Regions from separate parts of the Mus musculus genome. Here region 1 is linked to region 2. A link is a contact called in public Hi-C data. All regions are on one chromosome and are shown on one strand. Each heading gives the region's core, a stretch centred on a gene start, on an enhancer-like site or on the middle of the called end of the contact. The rest is flanking DNA. Distances are from core to core; before and after follow the strand shown. Region 1 has its middle 83 kb from the start of Gm34921. Region 2 overlaps Gm34574 (a long non-coding RNA gene).

Region 1 (2,799 bases), core at 255-2,754, 130 kb before region 2:
CCGAGCTACAACCATAGGCATTGCACAAGAATGGCTTCTCTGACAGATCTGTGTGTGGTTTCCATGTCAAGTTGCTATTTAAACCCTGGCTCTCCACCTTTCATTGCAGGGCCTGGATCCAAACCCTTTATTAGTTAACCTGATAAAACTCTCAGCATGCAACTAACTTTTCCAGGGACCGAATCACTAAACATTTGCTCAGCCACTGTGCTACTATTTGGCTGTTTTGCCATCTCAAGGGATCTTGGCTTATGGACAATTTAGAGCTATGAGAAAGCTGTCTATTATCACTGGAATGCTGGCCTCATTGTCTTAATCCTGAAACTTCTTCATAACTCTGCAAACTCACAAAACCTATCAAATAAACCACATTTTTAACATAAAGGAATTATTTCTTACCCATTTGCCAGGAGCTAGGTTACAAATAACTCTCACACTACTATAGGATAGATTTAGTGATGCCTCAGAATTTCCAACGCCTTTAAAGAAAACGTAAAGAGGTTTCCAGAATCAGAAAGGTTCAGACGACTCTTTTTGTTTTGTTTTGCTGTTGGTGATGGTGAGGAGGTTGATGCTGCTGCTGCTGATTGTGATGATGTTCCTTAATTATAGATGGTCATTCCTCCACCCAGAAAATTCTCTATTCGTATAATAACAGTGACATTTTGAAAAGAAAGGGAATTTTGTTAGACTACTTTTATGTCTGTAGACTTTGTATTACGAGGTTATGGAAAGTTTTTATGTAAGGTTTATTTCCAAATAATAATAATAATAATAAGTCAATACTTTTCCCTATGTAAGGCATTGAAAATGTTAGCAATGATCTAATAGAAGGTCACCAAATTGCTGGTTTTAAAGAGCTTATATGAGTATGAAAAGAAAGATATATCAAAAAGCCTGCTTCAAGCATCTCATTGTTAGGTGGCTTAGTGCTATTGTATTTTTTATTGTACTTGTTGATTAAAGTAGATTACAAACAGCTGACCTTTCATCCAGTCCTTAGCAAAACACTGAGTGAGATTTTACTACATTGGGGCCTCTAGGTTCACAGGTCACAAACATAGAGAACACAAGTGATCTGACCTTGAAGGATCATAAAATAACAAAAAACAAACAAACAAAAAAAACCCGCTTTGTTTTACAAATGAAGAAATGAATGCCCAGAAAAAGGAAAGAAAATTTGAAACAAGTCTTTCCCGGGAGTCTCTTCCTACACCCTCTATTTCTAGCTGCACAGAAATGGCAAAGGCTGTCCATCCTTGTGTTCTTGGAAGGACTGGAAAGACATTTGAATGATAGACATTCCCAGAGGATGCACGGGTTGTTGGCTTTGAAACGGCATAATTGTTCCTCTTCAGAACGGAATGGCAACTTTTTGTTCATCTGCTGAACTTTAGTTACCACAAAAATAACCTGTTTCCGCATGTCTTTAACTCATGCCGGTTGACAACAGCAGATGACTCATTGAGCAATGAATTTCGGCAGCTTCCGGATTGCCTGGCAGATTTTTATGGTGGCCTTTTTTATAGGGTCAAAGATCAGCCTTGTGTAACCCACTGGGGCCATTACTGGGTTTAAACTCTCTGGCAATTGCACTTGCTACATCATTCATTTAATTGGTTCAAGAAAAATGCCAAGGAGACAAAAGTCAACAACTGCTTTCTCGGTGTGCCTCATCCCACGCAGAAGGAAAAAAAAAAACAATGAGGAGGGTCCGCGAAGGAGGGTACCCAGGTAGATGGGGGAGGGGGCAGAGAGAGCGTTACCAGTAAGACTGCATAGTCCCCAGAACACAAGGAACCTCTCCCTTTCACAGCCACTTGTCAAAGCCTGCCCGTGCACTTAAACAAAAAGCTATAAAATAGGATTATTTGCATCATAATGTTGTAGAAGCCAAATGTGTTGCTTTCCTGGGAAGAGAAAGGCAGGCAGGAAATCACGTGGGCAGGTATTCACGGGCCAAGGAGCCTCCACTTCTCCAGATTCCCGAACACTCCTTTCATGGCACACTGCACGTCATCCGAGACCTGAAACGGGTCTTCCAAAGACCTTTTATGATGGAGACACTAAATTCCTGGTTGTGTTTCACTCCATTCTGGAGCATTCTCGCTAAACATACTGGCGTAACATCTTTTTCTCTTCAGTAAAACAAACAAACAAACAGTTGTCATAGAGGAAGATCCTGCCATCCTCCGTTATGTAAATTAATGCCTGGTCGGAAATACAAATCTTTTTTAGGCTGGGCTTACAAAGGATACCCGTTTCATTTCTTTTTATAATGCTTTAAAGTTGCCCCCCATGATGATTACCTTTTGAATTTTTTCTTCTTGACAACGATTATGGGGTCTGTCAAAGGAAAACAAAAGCAACAAGATAAGATCAATGGTGAAATCAGTCGAGAGAGTTTCAGGTCTCTGAAAAAATTTGTTCTCTTCCCCAACATCAGGCAGAATAAATCCACTGTCCAGTTCTTTACGTAGCTTGATGCAGTCAAAACGATGCAGAGCATCCTGGATGGGTAGGGATGCTCTGTCCAAACACGGGGTCAAAGGAATCCTTCTTAAAGGGTCCTTAGAAGGTCTGTAAGTAAAGTTTCACTTTTCATTTAAAGAAAGCATGAAGTTAAAACTACAGGGTTAAGGCAAATGTCTACCAAATCACAGGCTAAGAATATCTACAGTCACTCTCCTGGTAAAAGAATTTCTTTTACTTTATTTTTTAATTTCGTTTTTATTTTTAGATTTATGTATGTGCTGATTAACAACCTTTCTAACCCTAAAAGATGAAAAAAAAAAAAAA
Region 2 (3,029 bases), core at 175-2,674:
GCCTGCCAGCTCTTGAGAGTGTGTCTGATTTGCCTTGCTGGTTTAGGACTAAAGTTCCCTTGCTGCTTTTGCAAGTCCACATAAGCCTTTCTCTTGATTCTCTGAGTAAGAGGCCAAGCAATTGGAAATGCCAGACCCCAGTCACTGATAACAACCCTGGAGATAGCATGATTTTGTTTCTGTTAAAATTGTTTCTATGTGTATAATAGACATTTTTGACTGCCTCATGTAGAGAGAATACCTTGTGTATTGAGTGGCTGCATCATGTGTCAATTAAAAAGCCTATATAGCCTATGGCTTAGGCAGGAAATAGAGGGTGGGGTGTTGGGAGGAGAAAGAAAGAATTCTGGGATAAAACGAGGCACAGGGAGATTCACCACGAAGACGTAACAAGATGGACACATGGTACCTGAGCACAGGTAAATAGCCAAGTGACAGAACATAGGTTAAAATAAATAATAAAATAAATGGGTTATCTCTAGTTATGGTCTAGTCAGAGAAGATCCTAGCTATATAGCCAAGGTAAACAGCCACGTGACAGAACATAGGTTAAGATAAATGGGTTATCTCTAGTTATGGTCTAGTCAGAGAAGATCCTAGCTGTATAGCCAAGGTATCTGTAAATATATTTTAAGTCTGAGTCTTGTTTCTGGGAACATGGGGCTGGGAGGAAGAACCAGCCTAGCTTCTACAGTTTTATATATGTAGGGTACAGAGACACCCAGTGAATCAGATACAGGACCCAAACTTAGACAACTTGCCACTAATTGTGGCAATGCGGTATAGTTTGATCTTCTAGAAGGCAGTTTCAAGACCAGAGAACTAATGTACAAAAATCATTGCCACTGTGTATGATACCTCATAAGAACCCAATAGAAAAATGTTAATGACTTCAGCTAGCTCATTTCTGGTAGGACCATGGAAATGGGTTTTTCTATGATTCACAGTCACAGGAAAATAAAATCAAGAGAGCCACAAAAACTCCTCATAAATTAAAAAAAAAAAAGTCACTACACCAACACATAGCAAAGACTGTCAGATTCCCTCTAGTCCATAAGAATGGAAACTTCTGGAATCAATTTTAAGGATACAATGTCATTGCTGCTTAGATATTGCTAGGCAAAATGACTTTGCTATTCTTATAGCTTGGGTTAGATAGCCATTTCCAGGTAAGAGCTAAGCCAGGCTTGCTACATGTCTATTTCTATAAGGAAACAAAACAAAACAAAACCCAAACAGGTATATATCCATTTTGATCTGATTTGGTATAACTTTAAGAGCCACAGCAGAAGAGGGAACTCTAAAATTTTCCATAGGTAAGAGTTCTGGCATAGAATTCTTGATTTCCCTCACCGCCTTCAGCAGCCAGGACTTCAGATCTGAACAATGGTTAATGTTTAAAAAGGCACAGTGTGTTCTGTTTCATGACCTGTTCATTTCCCTTCCCTGCCAGTGCAGGCCTCAAGTAAGAGCTTGTTACAGGGCATGAAAAGACACAGGGAGTGATACTCAGGTCACAGGGAAGTTGCTTGAAGACGAGGGAGCTGTATCTCCAAGGAAACACTCCAAATGAGTTGCTGTGGGCCACCGTGGGCGTGGGTTTACTGTAGCTTATGGAAATAACCCACAGCACCCACTGAGATGTGTGTATAGATTGCAGTCAGGAAATGGAGGGAATCCTGCATTAAGCCGAAACGGTGGGATTTAAAAATGCCTAAGAGCGACTCTCTGGGTGGAATCTGGTCAGAGCACCCATCAGCTTTCCCTCTCATCAGCAGTTGGGAGAAAAATTACATACTTTGGATATCCAAACCCGAATCCAGGGTGTTCAGCCCTTCAGCTATCTACCTTTCTGTAATTAACCCTATTTGTCACCAATCCTCATACTACATGCTGTGAGGGCCAGCCAGTGCAGACCCTAACATCTCCTATAAACGAAACATTCAGTCCTTTCCCCACCAACCCTATTTGTTCTACTTTCAGTCTTTATATAACTCCCAACTCATCTTTTCCTGTGACCTCATCGACTGGTCCTTGTCACATCAGACCATCACCAGTTATCCGTCAACTCCGTGCTCACTCTGACTGTGTATTGACTTGGACCTGGCACCGGACTTGGTTCTGAGGATACATAGGTAAATTCCAGTCACGGCCCTCTTGGAGGTCATGGTTCAGGTGGAGAAGATAAAATAAAATATGTTGAGGGCAAAGGTCAAGCCTGGCATGTGGAAGCCAGTCATTCTCCAGGGTGTTAGATGGCTTCCTGGAAAGACCGATGCCAGAGCTGAGGATTCTGGGAAGAGGAAGCTTCGAGAAGGTGAAAAAAGGTGGGAATATGTAGATAGGTTGGCAACGGGTAGGGTGAATTGGAGGCCATGTCGTGCTGGCATCTTGAACTTCTGCTTGACGAGAGGGACTCTGAATATGCCAGTCTTTCCCTACAGTTGAATGAAATGAACTCTCCCATGGCCTTTGGTTGTTTGTTTGGTTGTTTGTTTGGTTTTGTTTTTCTGTCTTTTTTCTCTGTGGATCTATTCCAGTCCCCAACGAGTTTTCAAGGAATATGCTCCACCATTCCCAGCAGCACTTTGCCAGGTCACTGACCCACCTCGTGCCACACTGCCCACCATTGCCCTCAAGATTCTAGAAGCCAGTGGAAAAATGTCTCATGGTTTCAGCTGCAAGCCTCCGATCAGCCGTCAGGTGGACCCGAGAGCTCATGAGGTTCTGACTCAGCACAGACATGTGTGCCCGAGTGGAAAAACCATGCCAAGCCCACACAAAAATTCTATGAGTCCCCACAAGCTTTCGACTGCTTTTGACTTTTAGCTTTTCTATGATGATTTGCACTCTGAATTTCAAACCCCACTTGCCGATATAATATTTCTATTAATATTTCATTGGGCAATAATAGACCAAGCAAGTATAGAGTAGGAGTTCTTGTCATCCTACAGACAGGAAGTAATCTTTTTTTTTTAATTACTGTTTGAAAATTAGTACGGTGGATATATTTTATTGATATGGTTCTT

Evidence for each region. A called contact is a pair of places that touch in the nucleus more often than the background predicts.
Region 1: a contact with region 2 is called in a Hi-C map of liver, with 2.1 times the contacts expected there. The contact joins two enhancer-like sites. A contact is called at or near these places in 6 of 484 Hi-C or Micro-C datasets (liver and nephron progenitors) and 3 of 115 datasets of contacts at active chromatin or transcription factors (hepatocytes and liver).

Annotation. Positions count from the first base shown.
Region 1 is chr10:99,352,771-99,355,569 of GRCm38.p6, reverse strand. No RefSeq gene overlaps it. Among named protein-coding and RNA genes, the nearest start is that of Gm34921, 83 kb to the right of the region's middle. Within about 2 kb of position 1,504, at least 74 of the 459 cell types and tissues checked have an H3K27ac peak or open chromatin away from gene starts, as enhancers often do. A contact at or near this core is called in hepatocytes and liver, where this site is marked.
Region 2 is chr10:99,221,391-99,224,419 of GRCm38.p6, reverse strand. Gm34574 (a long non-coding RNA gene) reads left to right here. Exons shown (of 5, transcript XR_871997.2): 3 at 1,984-2,135. Among named protein-coding and RNA genes, the nearest start is that of Gm34574, 9.2 kb to the left of the region's middle. Within about 2 kb of position 1,424, at least 17 of the 459 cell types and tissues checked have an H3K27ac peak or open chromatin away from gene starts, as enhancers often do. A contact at or near this core is called in hepatocytes and liver, where this site is marked.